Linked DNA regions of Cyprinus carpio: region 2 is linked to region 1. Evidence: chromatin contacts called from public Hi-C data. All regions are on one chromosome and are shown on one strand. Each heading gives the region's core, a stretch centred on a gene start, on an enhancer-like site or on the middle of the called end of the contact. The rest is flanking DNA. Distances are from core to core; before and after follow the strand shown. Region 1 holds the start of LOC109107066 (kinase D-interacting substrate of 220 kDa B-like). Region 2 holds the start of LOC109102617 (integrin beta-1-binding protein 1-like).

Evidence for each region. A called contact is a pair of places that touch in the nucleus more often than the background predicts.
Region 2: a Hi-C map of liver shows a contact between it and region 1, with 3 times the contacts expected there. The contact joins the promoter of LOC109102617 here to the promoter of LOC109107066 in region 1. A contact is called at or near these places in 3 of 8 Hi-C or Micro-C datasets (liver and skeletal muscle).

What each region holds. Positions count from the first base shown.
Region 1 is chrB17:17,908,489-17,912,699 of ASM1834038v1, reverse strand. LOC109107066 (kinase D-interacting substrate of 220 kDa B-like) reads left to right here and starts at 2,029. Exons shown (of 31, transcript XM_042742612.1): 1 at 2,029-2,117. LOC109106849 (lysophospholipid acyltransferase 2-like) reads left to right here. Exons shown (of 13, transcript XM_042742613.1): 13 at 1-1,766.
Region 2 is chrB17:18,038,591-18,042,801 of ASM1834038v1, reverse strand. It overlaps LOC109102617 (integrin beta-1-binding protein 1-like), which reads left to right and starts at 2,109. Exons shown (of 7, transcript XM_019116011.2): 1 at 2,109-2,263; 2 at 3,932-4,061. The coding sequence starts at 3,990.

The DNA.
Region 1 (4,211 bases), core at 780-3,279:
ATTTTTGATATGTGTAATTATGTTGACGCATTTATTTTCATCCAAACATTTTATCCCTTGTTCAAAGCGACTCTATATGTTAGTTTTTGTTTTGTTTGGTTTTCATTTGGTAATGAAGGGCTGAAGGGACTAAAGCATTTACCAAAGTGAGTCTCACTGGATTTTTGTGAACTAAGCAAGTTCAGTAACAAGAAAAACATATTCTTGGGCGTGAAGTTGACCAGCCTCCATTTGGAGAAAACGCTCTGAACCAGCCCCCTGTGGTTTCGTAAGCACACTTCTCTAAAGTCTTATTGTATTGAATTACCATAATGACTTACAGCCCTGTACCAACAGTTTTAGTTACTGCAAAACCAATATGAAGCTTAATAATAAGCAACTCTGCTGGAAAGATCCAGATATATACTGTATAATTTCTCTTTTTGGCCTTTTTGTCTCTTTTTTATAAAGGTTTTGCTTATTGATTTCTTTTAACTGCCCAAAGGGGATATGTCCCACAGTAACCAGTGTACTAACTAGCACCTCAATGCAAAACTTGTTTTAAATGTCCAGAGTGCCAAATCACATGAGGTGCACAAAAAGATCATGTTATTTGTACAGGTTTACAACAGGGTGAGAGGTTTGTACTTTAAAAAACAAGTCATTTATTTGGTCTGATGCTGACGTTATTTTTACCTACTGAGATTTTGGGATGAAATATTTTTCACTCCCTCCCTATTTGCACTTTTGGTAGGAATGAGTCGGGGTAGAGCTAACTTGCAAGCAATGCAAGAAAGCAATGCAAGAAACCTCAGTGCTACTCAACAGTTAGAGTTTGTGGTTAATGGATGAATTTGCCCAAAATGTTAAATTCATTGTAGCAGCGAAGGAGAATCAGGATGGTGTTCCAGTGTTATGGGGATATAGTGTAAACAGGCTTCATCCATAGAAAGACGTTAAATGTGTGTTAATTTCTGTTTACGTGTAAACATCGTCCCTTTGTTCAGATAATGTTCAGCTTAATACAGCGTAACATCTTTTTTAAGGCCCAAGTAAAAGTGGAGGCACGTTTTTTAAGGCCTTATTTATCTGTAATATTTTGATTTAGTCATCATTTATTTCAATACCATTTCCAACTACTGATTCTACAAAGAATGACCCAAAACTGTGTTGACTACTGTACGTTTTTTTATTTTTTATTATTAATAATATAGTGCATTTGTTGTCTATCAGCCACCTCAGTTCTGTTGTTTGTCATTGTCTTGTTGGTCTTTAATGGTCATCCAAAATAAGTGATTGTGACCCTTAGTGAACAAGCAAACCCCCTTAACTGGTTGCTAAAGCTTTCCAGATATTGCACAGAATCGATTAACTTTTCCATTGTAATTCCTACTGACTGGTTGTGATGTTGCATAACCTGGCAGTGTACAGCAAAACTATAATGTAATACGTTTGTGGAGAGATACAGAAATAAGTAATCCCTTATATGTTAGCTACTTCAATATATATCAGTTCACCAATATACATTATACAACACAAGGTTGTCTGTGCAAATGTACTTGGATTGAGAACTGTCCAGAGGAGAACAAACACAGCCTCTTTTTATTTTCTGTAATAATCAGAATCTGAGATGTGATACTTACCCAGCATTTGAATTATTTGACAAACCGAGTGCTCTGAAGTTGTACCAAGCCAAACCATTTTTCCTTTGAATAAAGGATTTGACATTAAAAATGAATTCCACTACCATGATGACAGTCTCAAAACAAATAAACCATATTTTCCTTCCCAGGATTCGTATGAGTGTTTTTGGTTTTCCTATGGGTAATGCAACAATGGTTTACAGCAAAGATATGACACTGAATGAATTAAAAATCCATACAATAATATGGCATTTCCGATGATAGATCGATGGATGGGTATTCAATATTTTGGTAATACATGTGTCAAATGAGAAACAGACATAAAACAGGTAACTACAGTCTGTCAAAACATGGGCGTGACCTTGTCCTGTACTGGGCGTGGTTTGCGCACTGTGGGTGTGGTCATGTGTAGTTAATTTTAATTTCATCCTCACCCCTGTTCACACAAAATGGCTGTGCTGTAACGCAAGACTGCCTCCAGACAGAAAGGTTATGGTAAGCAACAAATTTATGTGAATTATATCGGATTACTTGTTTTTATCTGGAAGGGATTTGTAAGTTATAAGAATTATGTAAACAAACTGACACGTGTTTTATTAAGACGTGAATTTATGCCAATTTGTAATTTTCACGTAAGTCAAAGTAAGTTTTTAATTCTTTTAGAAGAAGGTTAAAAGTAGCTTTGAGACACTGTTAGTGTGTTAAAAGTGAGAACAGTGGACATGGACAGTTGAGCTCCAGCTGTCAGGACACGTGCGCTTCCTTCACTCCAGTAGCAGCTTTTGTTGCGGACATGTAACTTAAGGTCTGTTTGTAAACACGTGTGCACAATGCTGCTGCCCTTTACAGCTACAATTAGCTATGGTATGATACTCTTTACACCTTTAATACGGTGGGCAAATACGTCTGAGCTGCTTCCAGAAGTTATTTTTCACGGTGCTGGTGTGAACTTGTTTACCACTGTTCCTTTGTGCAACACTATTGAAACCGATCCTCAGAGCAGTGATTCTCAAACCAGATGTAACTCAACGAAGGGAATGCAGGGGGTACTTAGAAATTTACATTTAGATGTGTTTAACCTATATATAAATATTTAATTCGAGATATCGAGAATGTCATTAATTATATATTTTTTTAAGAAAGCAAAATATTAATGTATGAATGTTTTTTTTAAGTGACTTTAATATTATTTGTACTATTGCTATATGAAATTCAGTATGTTGTGATTCAAAAGTAACAATTTCTATTTTACTGTTGATGATATTAAAGGGTTACTCCACCCCAAAATGAAAATTTTGTCATTAATCACTTACTCCCATGTCGTTCCAAACCCGTAAAAGCTTTGTTCGTCTTCGGAACACAATTCAAGATATTTTGGATGAAAACCGGGAGGCTTGAGACTGTCCCATAGACTGCCAAGTAAATAACAGTGTCAAGGTCCAGGAAAGTATGAAAAGCATCGTCAGAATACTCCATCTGCCGTCAGTGATTCAACCGTAATGTTATGAAGTGACGAGAATACTTTTTGTACACGAAGAAAACAAAAATAATGACTTTATTCAGCAATTCCCCTCCTCTGTGTCTCTCCAAATCAGCGTAGCGCCATTTTGGCAATTCTGAGCAGTACGCAGATGGCGTACGCTCTTCTGTGTCAGCCGCGCTGCGCCAGTGTGCTGTTTTCATTCAAACCAAAGCATAAATACACGTAAAAAACGTATCCTTGTGGCGCGGCTGACACAGAAGAGCGTAAGCCGTCTGCATACTAGACAGATATGTCAAAATGGCGCTACGCTTATTTGGAGAGATACAGAGGAGAGGAATTGTTGAATAAAGTCAGGGGTTTTTTTTGTTTTCTTCGCTTACAAAAAGTGTTCCTGTCACTTCATATAATCCAGATTGCACGTCTGATGGCAGATGGAGTATGCTGACGACAACTTTCATACCTTTTCTGGACCTTGGCACTGTTATTTACTTGGCAGTCTATGGGACAGTCACAGGCCTCCCGGTTTTCATCCAAAATATCTTAAATTGTGTTTCCGAAGACGAACGAAGCTTTTACGGGTTTGGAACTACATGGGGGTAAGTGATTAATGACAAAATTTTCATTTTGGGGTGGAGTATCCCTTTAATCTACACAACCCAATAAGACAAAAATATCTATGGGGGGTCCACTGTCTCTGTACTATAGGGTACAAGTATTGTTTGATCTCAGAACAAAATTCGATTTCTGACCATTTAGATCGTAAAAATGACAGTATTATTACTATTAATAGACTTATTATTATTATTATTATTATTATTATTACTATTATTAAATCATTATTATTGTTGTTGTTTTTTATTGTAGTGGTTGTTGTTTTAAATAAATTTATAACTCAGACACCAAAAGAGACAACAAAGACACCATCAGTTATGGGACATCATATTCATATTGCAAAGTAAACATTCTAATGTGTATTATAATAAATTATATATTTCAGTAATTGTGATTTGATTAATCTTCTTTGAATCATTTTTAGTAAAATAAATCAAAATACAATTATCTATGTGACCAAAATTTTTTTTCTAAAAATGTATAATAATATTTTT
Region 2 (4,211 bases), core at 860-3,359, 130 kb before region 1:
TAAATAATCATAAAGTGTGTTATTCGGTCCATTCTATATATGGCAATTTACTATTATAAATAAACAAATAATTGTTTATTAACTAAGGGGCCGAGGTCCACTAGGGAACCTCAGCAAACCTCCAATGACTTAAAGTGAATAAAAAGAAGACAAAACAAGCATTAAAATGATGACAAAACAACTAAAAATCAAGATATTTCTTATTTTACCCATCAAAAAGTCTTCAAAAACCTCAATATAAAAGGAAGCCTAATTTTAAGACTGTGATTTCTAGACCTGGAAATGTAATGTAAATGAATAAAATTTTCTTAATAATAATAATAATAATAATAACAAACATGTTTCTAGTTATTCCAAGCTAGTTTTGCTAATGGCAATAACAAATAAATGTAAGCTTTATACACGTGATACTATTTATTTATTTATTAAATTGGAAGAGGATCTGTTTAGAATGGACTCCATTCTAAGCTACTTGATATTTAATAAATGAGTAAATAAATACATATAGGCTAGAATAGATTATGTAGAGCTTACAGTTAGTAAGCTAATATCAGTTCTAAACATACCCATGTCTGCTATTTTGAAATATTAGGTAATATACTATGCAGTATTTTATGGAAGCCTGTTTCCGCCCCTGAATAAAAAATAAAACGAGGTAATTGCAACTTTTTATCTCACAATTATGACTTTTTTTCTTAGAATTGCAAGTTTTAAATTTTAAATTAAATTTTTTATTTAGTGGCGGAAGCGGGCTTCCGTTGTATTTAGTAGTAGGCTAGTAATAAATTCAAATTGTTAAAGGGTTAGTTCACCCAAAAATGAAAATTCTGTCATTAATTACTTACCCTCATGTCGTTCCAAACCTGTAAGACCTTCCGGTGGCTCAATTTAAATTTAGCGAAGCTATGAGAATATATGAGATTTTTGTGCACAAAGAAAACAAAAATAATGACTTTATTCAACAATTCTTCTCCCCGAGTTACTGTCTTCCGCCATTTTGGAGAGTACCACGAAGTATGCGCGCGATTTCCAATGAAAACATTCAGGTGTGCTCATATGTCGTGGTGCTCTCCAAAATGCCCGAAAACGGTACCTCAGGGAGAAGAATTGTAAAAAAAAAAAAAAAAAATTGTTTTCTTTTAATAAAAAGTATTCTCATAGCTTTGCAAAACTGAAGTTGAGCCACTGATGTCACATGGACAGTTTTACCGATGTCCTTACTACCTTTCTGGGTCTGGAACATTTCAGTTGCGTTGCTGTCTATAGACAGTTTCAACGGCAACAACATAAACAAACGTTACTGCGCATGCGTGCTTTTGTGGCCCTAACTTAACTTCCGGTAGACTTCCAGACAGAATCAGTAACAACAGCTAAGTAGTCCCTCTAGAGTAGATTATTTTTGATAACAAGCAAAATATGTTTGCTGGTAAATCAGACTTACTGAAAATGCAAATTAACTCTCTGCCAGCAGGAGGTGCTTTAAAGCGGGAGAAACAGAGGTTTCTATAGTAACTGCTGTACACAAAGCAGCGCTGAGCTCACAAACGCTGCTTTATCAGGCATATAACATGTAAGATGAAATAAAAATGACATCAAAAATTTAATAGACTAATTAAAGATAGTCTTCCTTAATAAACACAGTGATATAAAAACAACTGCGCGTCGTTTTGATTTTTAAATGTGCAGTACGTGCTCATGTTTATTCAACCAAGCCTTTTGGAAAATCGGTCAGTTTTGATATTGTGAGTGCCGCAAATAAATAAATGTATGGGAAACACATCCCACAGCACAACCACCTGAGCCCAACTTCAGTCTACTCATCACCTTAACTTTAACTGCGTTTGTAGACGGCGCCATAGCCAGACTGATGAACAAACACAGACCGGAAATTAACTTCGGGCCAGGCGCATGCGCCCGATAAAACCGTCTATGCAGTGTCAGAGAGCTTTCCAATTTCATCAAAAATATCTTAATTTTTGTTCCGAAGATTAACGCAGGTCTTACGGGTTTGGAAGGACATGAGGGTGAGTAATTAATGACAGAATTTTTATTCCGGGGTGAACTGTCCCTTTAATCCAATGTAAACACAGCCATTTATTATCGTGCGTCCCCTTTAAGAAGTGCTGGGTGGAGCCGAACAGGAAGTGAAGCGTCAACGCAAGTCTCGCCAAAACAGAGAGAGCCGCCGACCGCTGCTTTGATGAACCTACCTATTAATAATCATTACAGCCGTACACTGCTGCATAGTGAGCTCAAAATAGAGGTATGCCAAGTGTGCTTGTTTACCAAGTTCAAATGATCCATATTTAATTGTAGAGATGCCAATAAACGACCAAATAAGAGCCCTTTGCGCTCGCATTAGTCAAGTTGGACGTGGGGTGCTGCTGAGTGTTTATCCTAGCAACGGGTTTCCGTTACTTTCCGCGGGGTTTTCCTTAACAAAGGGCTCGCGGTGAGCGACCTCGCGCCTGGAAGAAGTCATAAAGCGCGAGCTGAGCGACTCTCAGAAAGCTACGCAAAGTTTCGTACCATTGTTTTTTGGGGCGTGGGCTCGTGGAGTGCCCTGAACCCCCGAATACGTCCATGCTGTTTCTCATACTCTAAATACAGTGTTTTTCTTAACGTAATGTCTATTATATCTGAACAGAAATACTACATAAGGAACCTTGTTAGTTTATTTATGACGCTGAGACAGCTCTCAGTTTTCACTCATGGGCACACATTGTTTTTTGGTTAATAGTTAGTGTTGAGAATTGAGAGTTGAGAACTGTTAAGAATAAAAAAAAAAAAACTGATTTAATGAATGATGATGTATTACGATATTATTTTATAATAGAATAATTTTAGCCAGACTATATATATATGTGTGTATATATATATATATATATATATATATATATATATATATATATATATATATATATATATGTATGTATGTATTTATGTATATGTGTGTGTGTGTGTAAGCAATTATCTGATTGTAAATGAATTTGCTTTTATTATGTTTGTAGAATATTTTATTTATTTATTTTACAATATCTCAAAGTCTGATTCCTAAAAAATAAAAAAAAAACCTAAGAATTGTGAGATATTTATCCAAACTTGCATTCCTGTGGCGGAGAAGTTTTCTGAAGTTTGTTGAGGAGTGTTTTTTTTTTTTTTTCACGATTCAGAGTTTACCCTTCATCTCTTAAATCTGTGTTGAAAATTTAGAAATTTTGTCCTTTTTTCTTAGAATTCTGTGTTGACATCTCACAATTCCCACGTATTAAAAATTGCCACAGGATAAAAAAAAAAAGATAATTGTAACTTTTTATTTCACACTTCATACTTTTCTTCATTGAATTGAGATTTTATATTTTGCAATTCTGAGTTTATAATGTATCATACAATTCAGATTTTATAGCTCACGGTTCAGACTTGTTTTTTTTTTTTTTTTTTTTTTCAAAATTGCAAGAAGAAAGAAAGAATTGTGAGATCTAAAATCAGACCTGCAAAAAGAAATGTCAGAATTGTGAGATACAGTAAGCTTTTCTTTTTTTTCTTTTTCTTTTTTTATGGAATCAATCTTCCATAAGTTCCTAGTATCAAATAATGAGAATTATTTCCTGAGAATGGGTCAAAAATTTATTTTTGAGTTCAAGGCCTGGAAGTACATGATTATTATTATTATTTTTTTTTACATATTTATTTCTATATTTGTTTCTGTGTTTGCTCTTTTCTAAAATATTTTATTGGCTAGCATATTGTACTTTCTCTTCAGTGTTATTAGTGTCAATACACTGTTAGGCATAAATTCTTTAAAAAAATAGTACCTGGCATTCAAATGGAGGTTGTTTATTTGATTAAAACTCATCTTTACAGGAAACTATGGGCTTGTAAGATGATTTTGACGAACTGAAATGGTACTAATGCTGCTAAATCTCCTCAGACTCTGTTACCATCTGCTGGTAAGCTGGAGACCTGCAGCACTGGCGTCATGGTGAAGGATGTTTCGAAAGGTCAAGAAGCGCCACAGCAGCAGCAGCTCCCAGAGCAGTGAGGTCAGCACTAAAAGCAAGGTGGGTTTACCAACAGTCATTAAGTACAAACATCATAAACAAATATTAGCGGAATTTCTATTAGGTATAAACAATATATTACATTGTTATTGGATTTCAGCCATTCTGTCTGCTGAGTTCTGTTTTCCACAAAGGTCATGATAAACTCTA